Linked DNA regions of Zea mays: region 1 is linked to region 2. Evidence: chromatin contacts called from public Hi-C data. All regions are on one chromosome and are shown on one strand. Each heading gives the region's core, a stretch centred on a gene start, on an enhancer-like site or on the middle of the called end of the contact. The rest is flanking DNA. Distances are from core to core; before and after follow the strand shown. Region 1 holds the start of LOC100281707 (ATPase, coupled to transmembrane movement of substances). Region 2 holds the start of LOC100284346.

Region 1 (6,980 bases), core at 1,311-3,810, 220 kb after region 2:
ATTTGTTATTGAAATAACTGTGATTGATTACCAAAAATATATTCAGATTCCACAGCACGCCGCGGATTAACATTACTTTTACTTACTTAACACCAGTCCCAAAATATAGGAAAAAAAGTTTCAAAGTAAAGGAATACAACATAAGATATTGGAATAATTACATGATCCAATTTAATCAACCAATGACTCTCTTCACCTCCAAACAGAAAATGATGCATGATGAGACACAGAGCTGTTCGCCGGAATCAACCTAACCCTGCTCCCTGAAAAGATCACAATCACAGGGTGGTCTTGGAGGCCCTCCTGACGAGCACAGCCCAGCACAAGATCCTGTAGAGCAGGAAGAAGCCCAGCATGACTCCGACGTTGACCCACCTCATCCCCTCGTCGATACCCCTGTCCCTGAGCACGTCGGCTCCGGTCCTCAAGCACACGCCTCCGGGCATGGCGTCATTTTTTCCTCCCATCCACGCCACGCACCTGCCCCTTGCGCTGCCCCCGTACTCGTTGATGAGCAGCAGGTCCAGCGGGTACCTGTACATGGACACGTAGTACATGAACGCCCAGTACCTCGGGATGTTGTCCTTGGGGATAAAGTAGCCGGAGAAGAGGAAGAAGACGCCCAGGAACACGCAGATGAGGGCGTTCCCGAGCACGAAGTCCGGCGACACGGCGCTGAGGAAGAGCACGAGGGAGCTGGCCATGAGCATGATGAGCCAGACGGCAAGGACGAACAAGGCGAAGGCGGCGAGCGGCGTGGCGCGGAGCCCGGCGAGCCAGTAGAGGGGCGCCGAGAAGAGGAGCGACACGGCGAGGAGGCACGGCGCGAAGACGAGCGCGTTGGCGAGCACGTAGGAGGAGAGGCGGTACGCGCGCCTGGAGGCCTCCCGCATCAGCACGCGGCGCTCGTGGAGCAGGATGGGCAGGGCCTCCACGGTGGACGAGAGCAGGAAGCTGAGGGTGAAGGCGAAGAGGCCCAGCCGGAGCGCCACGCCGTCGGGGCTGTCCGGGCTGAGGCGGAAGTAGACGCTGCCGAGGCCGAGGCCGCCCACCACGGCCTGCGCGGCGCGCGCCGCGAACAGCTCCCGCGTGCGGTACATGGTGCGCCAGCAGCGCACGGTCAGCGTTGCCACCTCCGTGAAGCGGCTGCAGTAGCCTTGGTCCGGGACGTCGAGGCGTCGTCCACTGACAAGGCCGCTCACCTCATCCTCGTCGTCGGCATTGTGCTCGGCGATCCTGGAGCTGCTGTCCTCTTCGAGCTGGCCGGTGACCTCCATGGCGAGCTCGAGCGGGTTGAGCTGCATGGGGATCTTGTGGCCCAACCGCGCCAGTGCGTCCTCCAGCGACGCGAGCGTGCCGACGTGCGCGACGGCGCCGCGGGATAGCAGGAGCAGCGAGGAGATGTAGTGCAGCATGCGGTAGCTGGGCTGGTGGATGCTGAGCACCACCACCTGGCGCCGCGCGCGGGACACGTCGTGCAGCAGCTGCAGCACGTCCAGGGCGGACCGGCTGTCCAGCCCCGACGTGGGCTCGTCCAGCAGCAGCACCGGTGGGTTGTGCACGATGTCCACCGCGATGGACACCCGCTTCCGCTCGCCTCCCGACACCCCGCGGGCGGCGGACGGCCCGCCGCAGCCGTCCCCGCCACCGACGTAGCTGTCGGCGACGTCGGACAGGCCGAGCTCCTGCATGAGCGCCTCCACGCGCTCGTTGCGCTCCGCGGCTGTCGCGGCGGCGCGGAGCCTGAACCGGGCGGCGAAGAGGATGGTCTCGCGGACCGTGAGGAGCGGCAGCAGGTTGTCGTCCTGCGTGACGAAGCCGCAGAGCCGCCGCAGCTGCGCGCGGGAGGTGACCGCGTGCCCGTTGAGCGACACCGTGCCGGGCTTGGCGATCTCGGAGCCCGTGCCGCGGCCGGACAGGATGCGGAGCAGCGTCGACTTGCCGGCGCCGCTGGGACCCACGACAGCGAGGATGTTGGAGCTGGACGCGGTGAAGGACACGGACTTGAGCAGGCCCGCCGCGCCGGCGGCATCGGGGGTCGGCGAAGCGGCGGCGGAGGAGGAGTAGGACAGGAACGACGGTAGGAGGTTGGCGGCGCGGCGGCGAGGGGCGGGGCACGAGAGGTTGTTGACGGCAAAGGTGTAGCGGGGCGGTGATGGGAGGGAGAAGGAGGAGGAGGGCGAGGCCGCCGAGTCCGGTGGCGACGAGGAGGACGTCGACGTCGACATGACCAGCGCCGGGTCCAGCTCCGAGGACAGGTCCTGATCCATGGGCATCTCTGCAAGCCTCTGCTGATGAGTGGTGGACGAGGATGGCGCGAAGCGGCTCAGCAGATATAGCTCGCTGATCTCGTCGTCTTCCATTTGCAAATCACAGGCCAGCTCGCTTGCTTGGACGTGTTACGCACCCATGCACGCACGCTTCATCACGGCACCCACCACCACTAGCTTAGCTTGCCAATGGCGATCTTCTAGATCTTGAAGCTTTCCACCAGGAAGCACTCAGAACAGAGAGACAAGAAAGACAGGGAGGGGAGCGCGCGCGCGCTCTGCTTGCTTGCCTGGATGATTTGATCTGGCTGAGCAAATGGGAGAAGGAAGCCTGCGCGGCCTTGTACCAAACGGGACGTCCCAAGCTGAAGAGGAACGATTTCGTTTCGTCTCGTTTGGGTGAGGGCCGTTGAGACCCGCGAGCTACTGTGACCAAACAGCCATTTCCGAGCGTGTCGTGGCGGTTGCACCTAAACACCTAACCGGCTTGAAATGAGTCGGTCGAATGCCGTCCACGGGGCCTGCCTGCGTTTCGTGGCGTGTTATGTCGCTGTGCCGAGCGAACACTAACAGTCTGATTGGATACCTGCACATGAGCGCGCACGCTCGGACGAGGCTGACTGTGTGGATACACCAGCTTTGAGCGTTTCTGTGGATGCAAGTGAAATGACTTATGTTGCATCTGTTCATGCAGACCACGTCTTCCACGTACAGGTAACCAAACAGTAGCTCACATAAAGTCAATGCACACGATGATACAGAATAAGATGATGCGAGCAACCAATCAAGCAGTAATAAAAGCAAGTTTCAGCTTCAGTACGCGAGTAGCGCTCTTCCGCCGATAGACAGACGCGTTTAGCTTCAGTTTATTAGTCTTCATGCAGGCTCTGTATCGGGTGCACAAAGCTACACCGGTGCACATATACACAAACGAATTTTTGGCCATCGATCTCGTATCCGACAGTCCATACACAAATTGTACCTTCCGCAGCCACTACAGTCTCCTGATGCGGGCTGATTTGGTGACCAAAGATTACAGGTGGATTGAAGGGATTGAGAGGAAAATTAGTTCATTCCCCCCTCAATCTCTTCCAATCCCCTCGTGATCCCCTTGTCACCAAATCAACAGAGTCTTCTGAAAATCCCCTCTCCGGCCTTTTCTTCCCCACGATTAGATATGTCAATGTGAAAACCATCCCATCATATTTGATCCATCCCATACCCATCCACGTACTTATTATGGGTGCAAAATTCATCTCATACTCATTCTCATTCGGATTTAGGGTCCCCAATAGGTCTCCATCCCCAATTAAGAGATAACTAGGTACTAACATCTAGCACAAACTCTCCAGATTTCAGACATCACCATATCGACAAGCACTCATCCATGAACCATGATCAATTCATCCATCCATCAGAAAAGAAATTAGTACTTCGGGACCAATAAAAAAATGGAGAATGGAGTCTACTTACCTTCCTTGTCACCATCCGAGTTCGTTGGCGCTTGAGAATCCATGGTCATCACCGTCATCCTAGGCTCCTACCAGTCGGCAATGCTCCTCGTCGCTGGTGAAGTCGTCAGTGCGCAATGCCAACGCAGCTGTCTAGGCGTGCGACGGCTGGCTGGCTGGGCAGGGCGTAGCGTATGGTTGGTTATTTTAGGGCTTTGTTTTTTTACTAGTTAGCTAGTTGTCTTGTCGTGTTGCCTTGTTGGGCTAGGACCTAGGGTCTGGTGTGCTGTCGTGTTGAACTTGATGGCCGACTTGGTCTCAACTCATTCATATAAACAACACAGGTGTACATGTATTAAATACATATGGATAATCGGGTTCGGATTATTGCTTCATAAACCCATACTCGTTTACCTAATAGTTGGAAATTTTGTCTCATACCAATACTACCAATACAGACAATTTTTATATCATACCGAACCCTAAGGGCTAGTTTAAAAACTCCATTTTCATATGAGATTTCTATTTTTTCCAAAGAAAAATGAACTAATTTTACTTAGGAAATGAAAATCCCTTGAAAAATGGGATTTCCAAACTAGCCTTAATAGTGGAATTGACCATGTGTTAGCAGGTATCGGGTCCATTAACATCTCTACCCACGACGATGTCTTCCCACGTACAAGCGAGCGCCGCCCTCGAGGAACCCTGCCGCCGTTGACCTCGCGCTCGCCGACTCTGTCACCTGCCGCTGCCGTCCCCTACCAACGCCTACTTCTTCACAACGCCATCGCCACCTGCGTGTTGCCAACGTCTCCTGCCAACGCCACGAACACCGCTGCCCCTGGCCTGATGAGCCTAATCACGCTGGTGTTCCCCGTGACGTCGGGTCGTCCTCCCAGCAATGCAAGAAGACCGATTATGCCGGTGTTCCAGGATGCTTGTAAATACCCAAAATGTTCTCATGATGCTTGTAAATTCACAAGATTTTCCTAGGATGTTTGTAAACAAAAAATGAGATGTATTTAAATTCCCAGGATGTTTGTAAACAAAAATTCCAAGGATGCTTGTAAACAAAAATTCTCATAATTCAGATATCCCACGATTCAGATGATCCAGATATCAGAATTCAGAATTTTTTTCCAGATGTCCCAGAATTCATAATTCATCTAAACTGTTGACTGTTGTCCGGCTTGTGTATTAGAATTCATGTGCACTAAACTGCTAACAGGTGCACTTACATTGGTACATTAGAATTCAACTGCCTTCTCAGCTTGTGTATGTGAGCACACCTGGAGTAAGAAAAATAATCCAAGGAGAGCAACATACAAACTGGCACTGAAGCTGCATCAACACAGATTCATTAATTTGCAAGTGCTAAATCTCAAAACAAATAGGATTATACGGTAGAATAAAACATCAAAAAATTCTGCTACCTACTTATATTTATTTATTGGTTCAATATGAAAGTAGTATGCCTAGAATATATATGCACATCAGAGAAAGCAAGTGTCACCTGTTGTCGTGCTGTAGCAAGTGTCACCTCGGTGGTGGGTTGGTGGCGGTGATCTGGTGGCATTGGTGGCGGTGTTTTTCTTCTCTGTTCTTTGGCGTCGCAGACTCGCAGTCGTCTCCACCACGGCGCCTCTGAAACCTTCCCCGCAGACTCAGTTTATACTGGAGCAGATGACGGATCATCAGGCGCGGGTCGTCGATCGGTTGGATCGTATCCTCTCCAAGGTGGATGCTCTGTCGACCCACGTTGATCAGCTGCAGGTACAGGTTCATCTCAACACCGATGCAGTGGATCATGTGGTTCGTGATCAACAGACGCTGGTTGCTCAAGTGGATGCTACGGGTAAAGCAGTGGCTAAGCTTACCTTGGAACGCATGGCTCGGGATTTGGAGGATTCTGCTTCAGTCATTTCGGTGAGCCCTCTCTTCACCGTGTTCCTGTTGATATGACTCGTATGCCAGAAAACATAGGAGATGAAGGGCACCAATCCTTTCCCAAGTGGAATTTCCCTAAGTTCGATTGTGCTAATCCGTCCATCTGGATTGACAAATGTCATAATTACTTTCATCTTTACAATGTGTGTCAGTTTATGTGGGTCACTGCAGCATCAATGCATATGGAAGGAAATGCTGCTAAATGGTTTCAGATGTATAAACTTCGTCATCGGCGGGTTTTTTGGCTCTAGTTTGTGTAGGCTGTTCAGTCGAAATTTGGAGCATATGAATACCGACATGCTGTTACTGATTTGTTAGAATTAAAACAGTCTGATATTGTGGATGAATATGTTGCCTAGAGGGGGTGAATAGGCAACACATGAAAATTCAACACTTAAAACAAAATAAATCCCAAATTAGAGGTTAGATCAAGAGATGATCAAAACAGAGTAGTAGAAGGGAGCGAGAAGTTCTTTTGGACCTGTTACTCTTATGAATATGGAATTTACTTAGAGAGCAACTCAAGTGATTTAAATCAAAGTCCAAGCAAGAGAGCTTAGAGAGGGAGAGAGAGAAGAACAAATCGCAAGCAAATGTAAAACACACACAAAGAGAAACACATTATTTGTTTGATCAGAGTTCAGTTCCAAACAACTTACGTCTCTGTTAAGGTGTCCCTAAGGACCGGGTCTGTTTCAACTCTCTCATGTGATCCCAATGATCAAGCTTAAGCCATCGGATCTTGTATGATGAGAGATAGAGTCTTCGCAAGGCACTCCACAACCTGAAAACCTCTCACTAGTCTTTACAACAGAGAATCACCAACACAAGAGCAAGAGCACAACAACACAAATGCATATCACAAGAGCACACTCTTCCTAGAATGACTATCTCTACTCAAATGGGGTGCTGAGATCTCTCAGAATGTCTTGAAAGTGTTGCACAAGTGTTTGGGAATGAAGCACAACTCTAGTGGTTATTGATGTGTCGAATGGATTGTTTGGGGACGGTATTTATAGCCCAAATACCTCAATTAGTCGTTGCTAGAAATCTGCAAAATCTACTCTTTTCTCGGGTGCAACCAAACCTCCAACGACCATCTTAATCAACGGGGCTTGTCCTAACCTTGCCTGTCTGATGGCCCATCGGACCCTGCCACGTCAGTTAGTCGTTGGAGTCGACCGTTGAGCGCTAAAGTTTCTGTTGGACCTGACTGGTTTGGTACGCCGTATTAGGTCAGTGTGCTGAGGTCTTCAGCTCGCCTGTGTAGCCTTCTCTACACAATTGATTCGGCGAACCACCACACTGGTTC
Region 2 (6,681 bases), core at 2,900-5,399:
AGTGAAACCAGTTTAGTACAATTTAGAACGAGAGGAGTACTAGTATTGTAACAGAAGGCAACGACGGTTATGCAAGCAGTCCTTCTGTGCAAGCGTACAAGCAAACCATCTAATCCATTAGATTACGATCCAACCACAGATACAATCATGATTTGTTAGGAGTTTTTTTATAAAGATTATTGAGCTGGTGGTGAAAGGGTTTACGCGTTAAATGTGACCTACGATTGGATCACGATCTAATGGATCAGATGGTTTGCTTGCACGCTTGCACAGAAGGACTGTTTGCATAGCAGTCGTTACCGTAACAGAAACTAGGAGCAACTCTCGTGGGAAAGCTAAGTAACAATTCATTCAATAATCCTAACCTGATGTATCCAACGTATTAAGCGGGGTGTTCGTTTGTGGTTTTAATTTGTCTAGATTATATAATATAACAAATTTTAAATTAAGTTTTAGTTTAAAATTTGTTAGATTATATAATCTGAATGGATTATATCACAAACATGAAGAGGCCTGATCTCACCTGACCTCGATAAATTTTATAAATCTTTACTGTTAAAATTTATAAAACATTGTATAATATAGTAAAGCCGCTCTTGATGATCCCGACAATATTTTCGGCTCGATTAGGCAACGCCTGGCGCTTTGTTTAATTTGACGACTAGCTAAGCTCCCCAGATGTATCTCCCGCATTGGTGTCATGACATACTCCAGGACAGAAACGAACGAAGCAAGCAACACATTCCCATGGCCCGCTCGGAAAGGGACCAAGAGGTTGGTTTTGGCTGCTTCCCCCCCCCCCCCCCCCCCCCCCCCCCCCTGCAAGTCATCGATCAGGACGTGCCCTTCTGTACACGAGATATACAGAGAGGGAGAGGGATATCTCTCGACACACACCCAACGTGCAGAGAGAGAGAGATGCAGAGAAGAACAGGTTGTTTACTTCCTTCTTCTCATACTGCCTTGAAACAAGCCGCCCAAGGCTTTGTTCCAAATCTCGCGTTATAATTCGGCGCAAGAAATCAAAATCATTGCTACAGCACATCGTCCAGTACGAGCACACCGTGCTCTCTTGTCTTCCAGGCAAGCTTCCGTTGCTGTTTCCCAGATGTCTCCATGGATCGCGCCCACGAAGCGGACTTGTATCTCCATTGATGGAGAGCTAGCGTCAAAGGGCGGTGCTCGCAATTTTTTGACTAGTGAGCCGGAGAAGTTTCTAGAAGAATCTGGTTTTTAGCAGGAGCTTCTCTAGTACTACTGTCCTATGTCGTCATGGGATGGACGCACGTCGACGTGAAGTGACTCCACGTGTCCTTTTGACTAGTCCCACTTGTGCTAGTGCTTCGAGATATGATATGATGAATTGCGTGAGAAAGAAAACGACACACAGACGCGGCAGAACAAGACAAAAAGATTTTGCATGATTGACCGCTGCATTTGGCTGAGCCCCCGTCGTTTCCAAGACCGACCGACCAACCAACCAAACCCGGTTACGACGCCGATGCTACGGCGGGACGGCCGCGGTCTGGCTGACCGCCCACGGGTTCGTTCCATGGATCAATGGGTGATCATACGCCGCCGAGTCGCCGGGCATGTTTAGTTCGCCTTTTTTTTCCTTCTCAAGAGCTTTTCTAAAATGCTAGATGTGAGAAGGATCTAGCCGTGAGAACAAGATAGCCGATAAGAATTTAAATGTTTAGTTCGACTGCTGACAGAGAAGTTGTTTGTTAGAATCTAGATATTTGGATAGCCAGATTCTAATATTATAGATATATATAAAAAGGGCAAACAAACTTAATAAGCATCATGTACTTATAATACCACATCATTTATCCCTTACAAGTTATTAATTTACGCACACATATAGCTACCTACGACACTAACGCATTAGTACTAAATCCCTAAAAGCACTCATGTCTAACTCATCTGACTCGGTTAGAATGACTTGTTACCTATAAGCGGTTGATCTAGGTGTTTAGAGAGTCACTCGTGACGGTATAAAACCACCTAAGAATCCCGAGAAGCTCCACACGAGTGACGAAAAAGAAATTCATTTTAATGCTAGAGCCAACAATTGATTGTATGAATCTCTTAGCGTGGAAATTTTCAATCAAGTATGTACCTTGAAAACTGCTAATGAGATTTGGCTAAAATTGCATGAGCTCCATGATGGCACATCTAATGTCCGTGAGCAAAAACATTTTCTAGTTTTAAATAAGAATAATTCCTTTGAAATGAAAGAAAATAAGCTTGTTAGAGACATGTATTCCCGCTTAAATCTTGTGATTAATGAGCTCAACTCTATTGAAATTAATAAGCTAGGTGATGTGTACATTGTGAGAAATATCCTCCCTTCTACCACAACAAAGATATGAGAGCATTATCACCATCCTTTTCAATCAATACTTGCCTTTCCCTTTCTTCAAGTGACTATAAACACAAATATTGACAAAGTGAGATCACACTTCTGATCTAGGCACAATCTCCTTCCTTTTCTTCACGTTATCTTCTTTCTTTTCCTTAGAAGCGTTGTTGGTCCGTGTCGATTCCTTGCTGGCATTTACGACCTACATTGCAGTGGCCACACATCAAAACATTAAAATCAAAAATCACAAAAAAAAGAAGAGAACATACATGCAAAATCAAATCATACTTCGTTAGAGGACTGCTTTGTTGGTGTTGCCATATGACTGCTGTGTTAGAGAACTGAGTACATGTCTAGATAAAAATTTCTCCTCCTAGGACTGCTCATTATTGTGTCATAAAACAAAAAGGTTAATGTTTTGGTATTTTCTATTTTGCACCTAATGATTAATGAACAACATAAGTAAAGAACAACACTGCACACAGCCCACAGTCACCTAACAATTAATGAATAACATAAGCAAAGAATACAACACTGGCACTCACCTTAGTTTTCCTCTTCGGTCTTCAGTACTGTAGGGGCGCAGGGCACGACGAGGTCGGCCATCGACGGTAGGGGCACAGGGCGACGAAGGATGCGCGATGGCGGAGGCCGACTAGTGGCGAGCGGTGGCCGCTGGTGGCTAGTAGTGAGCGATGGTCGACGAGTGGCGACCCGCTGGTGGCCGACTCGTGGCGAGAGGTTGCCTCTTGGTGGTGGCTTGGTAGTCCGCACTCGAGAGGTGGCGGCACGGCGAGCGAAGATAGGGTATGGTTTGATGCGCATTCGTGACTCCGTGCGTGAGCGTGAAGCCGCCGTGAAGGAGATAACTCCGACAAGGACAACTGTTGAGAGCCTGAGATGAGACCGATAGGTCCGTGAGCTGCGTACATCTGTGTGAGGCTAAGGCCTGAGGGCCTAAGGTCGTGAGCCTGTGATGTGTGTGATAGGCTAAACTTAGGACCAGTGGGCGTGGCCCATATGTTTATGGTTTAAACCGAATAAAAAAAATCCAAACTCTGAAATTAAGTACGATTTACATAGATTGGTAACCGAAATTTAGTTCGGTTTTTTTCGGATGAGTTTTTTTTTGTTTTTATGTCCAGTCCTACAATAAATGTCTAATAAAATAGTTGTTGATACTAACAAAAGTCAAATCAGAATGTCACTGGGAAGAAAATGGTTCTGGCTCTATACAACAGATACAGAGAGAGAGAACATCTTTTGTCGTACGTTTTTTTGTACGACTCCACCGGCTCTGGGACCGTACGTTCAGAACTTCCGATAGGAATCAAGAAACAGAAGAGAAGTCAGACGGCCAAGCCACCCGCTGCACGTGCCTGATGACATGCCCGTGTCGAGCTCGAGGGTGGAGGGCTGGAGACAAGTTGGGGTTCCAATCCCGGTGTGTGTGCTGGATCCACGCGCCGCCGCATAATCTCCAGCTAGCCTCCGCGTCCCAGCCGCAAAACCAGGTGCTTGCCCGCGCGCTCCGTGGCACGCCTGGCATGGGCATGGCAGCCCTATCCGTGCCGGGGCCCGGGGATCGACGAGTCGACTCGTTCGTCTTCATCCGACGCGCGGCGCGAGAGGGACGCGCAAACCGCGGAGCTGGCGAGCCCAAACCGCGGAGCTGTGGCTCCCCTCCCGAAAGTTTGGCGGTGCGTGCGACCCCAACGGAAACAACTAACCGCGGCCGGTTCACGCGGCCCGCCTAAATCCCGCTCTCCTCCCTCGCCCCTCCCTCTCTCTCCTCATCCACCACCAGTGCCTCCACGAATCTTCAACAGGCAAAGCCAATCAATAATCACCAGCCACATCAATCCATTCCCTTTCCTCTCCCGCTCCACTTCCATGGGCAAGGTTCGGTCCTTCTTCTCGCGCTCCCGCAGCGGCAAGCGCGGCAGCGCCCGGAGAGCAGGCTCGTCCTCGCCGCACTCCTCCGCGGCCAGCGCGCCGCCGTCCCCGTCCCCACTCCCGAGGAGGTCACCGTCGTCGTCGTCAACCACAACCAGGGACGAGACGGAGCGCGTGTTCCGCAAGTTCGACGCGAACGGCGACGGGCAGATCTCGCGGTCCGAGCTGGCGGCGCTGTTCGAGGGCGTGGGCCACGCCGTGACCGACGACGAGGTGTCGCGCATGATGGAGGAGGCGGACGCGGACGGCGACGGCTGCATCAGCCTGCCCGAGTTCGCCGCGCTCATGGAGTCCGCGTCCGCCGACGCCGCCGCCGTCGAGGAGGACCTGCGCCACGCCTTCATGGTCTTCGACGCCGACGGCAACGGCCTCATCACGCCCGCCGAGCTCGCGCGCGTCCTGCGCGGCCTCGGGGAGTCCGCCACCGTCGCCCAGTGCCGCCGCATGATCCAGGGCGTCGACCGCAACGGCGACGGCCTCGTCTCCTTCGACGAGTTCAAGCTCATGATGGCCGCGGGCGGCGGCGGCGGATTCGGCAGGATCGGTGCCTAGGAACAAGGATCCTGTGCCTGTCCTGCTCTGCCTCTGCCCCGCTCCGCTCCGCTCCCACAAATTGGATTTCTTTCATTTTATTATGTATGTACATATACTACACTGGAATCACACGGACAGCGCCACGTAAAAAAGCCCCCTTTTTCATTTGGTTTTTGTGTACTATACAATGCAAATCTGCATCCATTGTACTGCTATGGATGTTCAATGGAATTGTTTCGGCTTTCATCAATTGCAGTCTGCTAGTAGTTCGGAGTTTGCGTCTCATTGTTATTTGGGGTTCTCTTAATTTGGCACAAGTGCGTTCATACCACAAACACAAGGGGCTGACAACGATGCTGATCGTTGGTAGCTAAAACTCAGGCAAACCAAGTTTTTTTTTTTGTCTCTGTTTGGTTTCTTGCCGAAATTTGCTAATACCTCGTATTTAGCTTGTTAGTAAATATTTTTTGTCAAAAATTTGGTTGCTAAATCTTTGATTTGGAAGTCAACCTAGCAGGCCCAACATTCCCATGTGTGTTGGATTTGGGAAGCCTAACGCTAAGATAGATTTCTAGTCTGACCAGCACAAGCGCCCTACCAAACAGCCTTGAAAGACAGTCTTCTCCTTGCCTCCTTTTTTTATACTCGGTTCAGTTCAGACGACCAAAAATATAATCCATATAGACAAAAAAGCTTGGATTAAAACATCGTAGAAATAGTAGAAGCCGGCTGTTTTAGTAGAAGCCGGCTGTTTAGATTGTTATAACTGCAGTTTATAGGTACAAAAACATTGTATAAGTAGTTAAAGCTGGTATGAATTAAAGCCAAGCGAACATGATTATAGCGAATTTCGTGTGAAGTTGTGAACTACTACACTGATGACGTATTAGGGTTGGGTTGTGGTTATGAAAAAAAGTTGTTGTGGACCGTGAATTATAAAAAAAGTTGTTATATGTTGTAATCTATTAAAAAACTAAAAACCGTTGGATAGAAATCACTAAAAGTCGCTAAAGTTTCTTCTGAGAAAGTCGACTTTTATTAGTAAAAACTGTTTCATGATTGTAGTTCTAGCCTTTTGGTTTGACGTTTTTAATTTAGTGGGCAAAAACCAAACCAAACACACTTTTAGCGCATGCCGTGGTTTTGAGGAAAGCAGTGGTAATATGAGATATACATTCAGTAGAGAGAACGAAAGCTACAGCAAGGGTTGTTCATTGTGATCGATACCACTCTATGTGCAAGCGCCGTGGCTTTGACAAAAGCAGTGACAACAGGAAAGCACGACAACGACTCGTCTTGGGTTCTCGGGTGTTCCTAGTTTCTCTGAAAACAACACCCTAACAAGGACATGGTTTAAGTTTAAAAAAAAAGGACTAGTAATTATAGCCCAAACTTGCTTTCTCCCGTGAAGGCCAAAAAACAAGAAAAAAATGGTTGTGTAATTAAGATTCCCGTGCAATCGAACTATCAATATCATAACTATTTTTACAAAAAAATATAAATATAGTTCATTATTTATGTTACCAACGTATCAAGTTTTAATTTAACTTATGTCAAGAGATATAAAAAATTTCTATTATATTCTTTTTTATACTCCCTCCATTTTAAAATAGTAGTTGTTTTATCTCTATATTTTTTCATATTCATATAGATGATTATATATATATAACACATACATTAATTATTTTATCAATCTAGTAAAAAGTTAAAACGAATTTTAATTTGAGATAGAGGGAGTATCTCTTGATATACGATGAATTAAAACTTAATTAGATTAGATATATTGGTAAGTAACTAATGGGGCATATCTATAGTTTTAAGAATTT

The links. Hi-C and Micro-C count contacts between places; a contact is called where the count stands out from the background.
Region 1: a Hi-C map of bundle sheath shows a contact between it and region 2, with 1.8 times the contacts expected there. The contact joins the promoter of LOC100281707 here to the promoter of LOC100284346 in region 2. A contact is called at or near these places in 4 of 25 Hi-C or Micro-C datasets (bundle sheath, ear, endosperm and 1 more).

The regions. Positions count from the first base shown.
Region 1 is chr6:153,892,529-153,899,508 of Zm-B73-REFERENCE-NAM-5.0, forward strand. LOC100281707 (ATPase, coupled to transmembrane movement of substances) reads right to left here and starts at 2,561. Exons shown (of 1, transcript NM_001154627.2): 1 at 149-2,561. The coding sequence starts at 2,363. The coding sequence ends at 279.
Region 2 is chr6:153,673,379-153,680,059 of Zm-B73-REFERENCE-NAM-5.0, forward strand. It overlaps LOC100284346, which reads left to right and starts at 4,150. Exons shown (of 1, transcript NM_001157241.2): 1 at 4,150-5,103. The coding sequence starts at 4,259. The coding sequence ends at 4,873.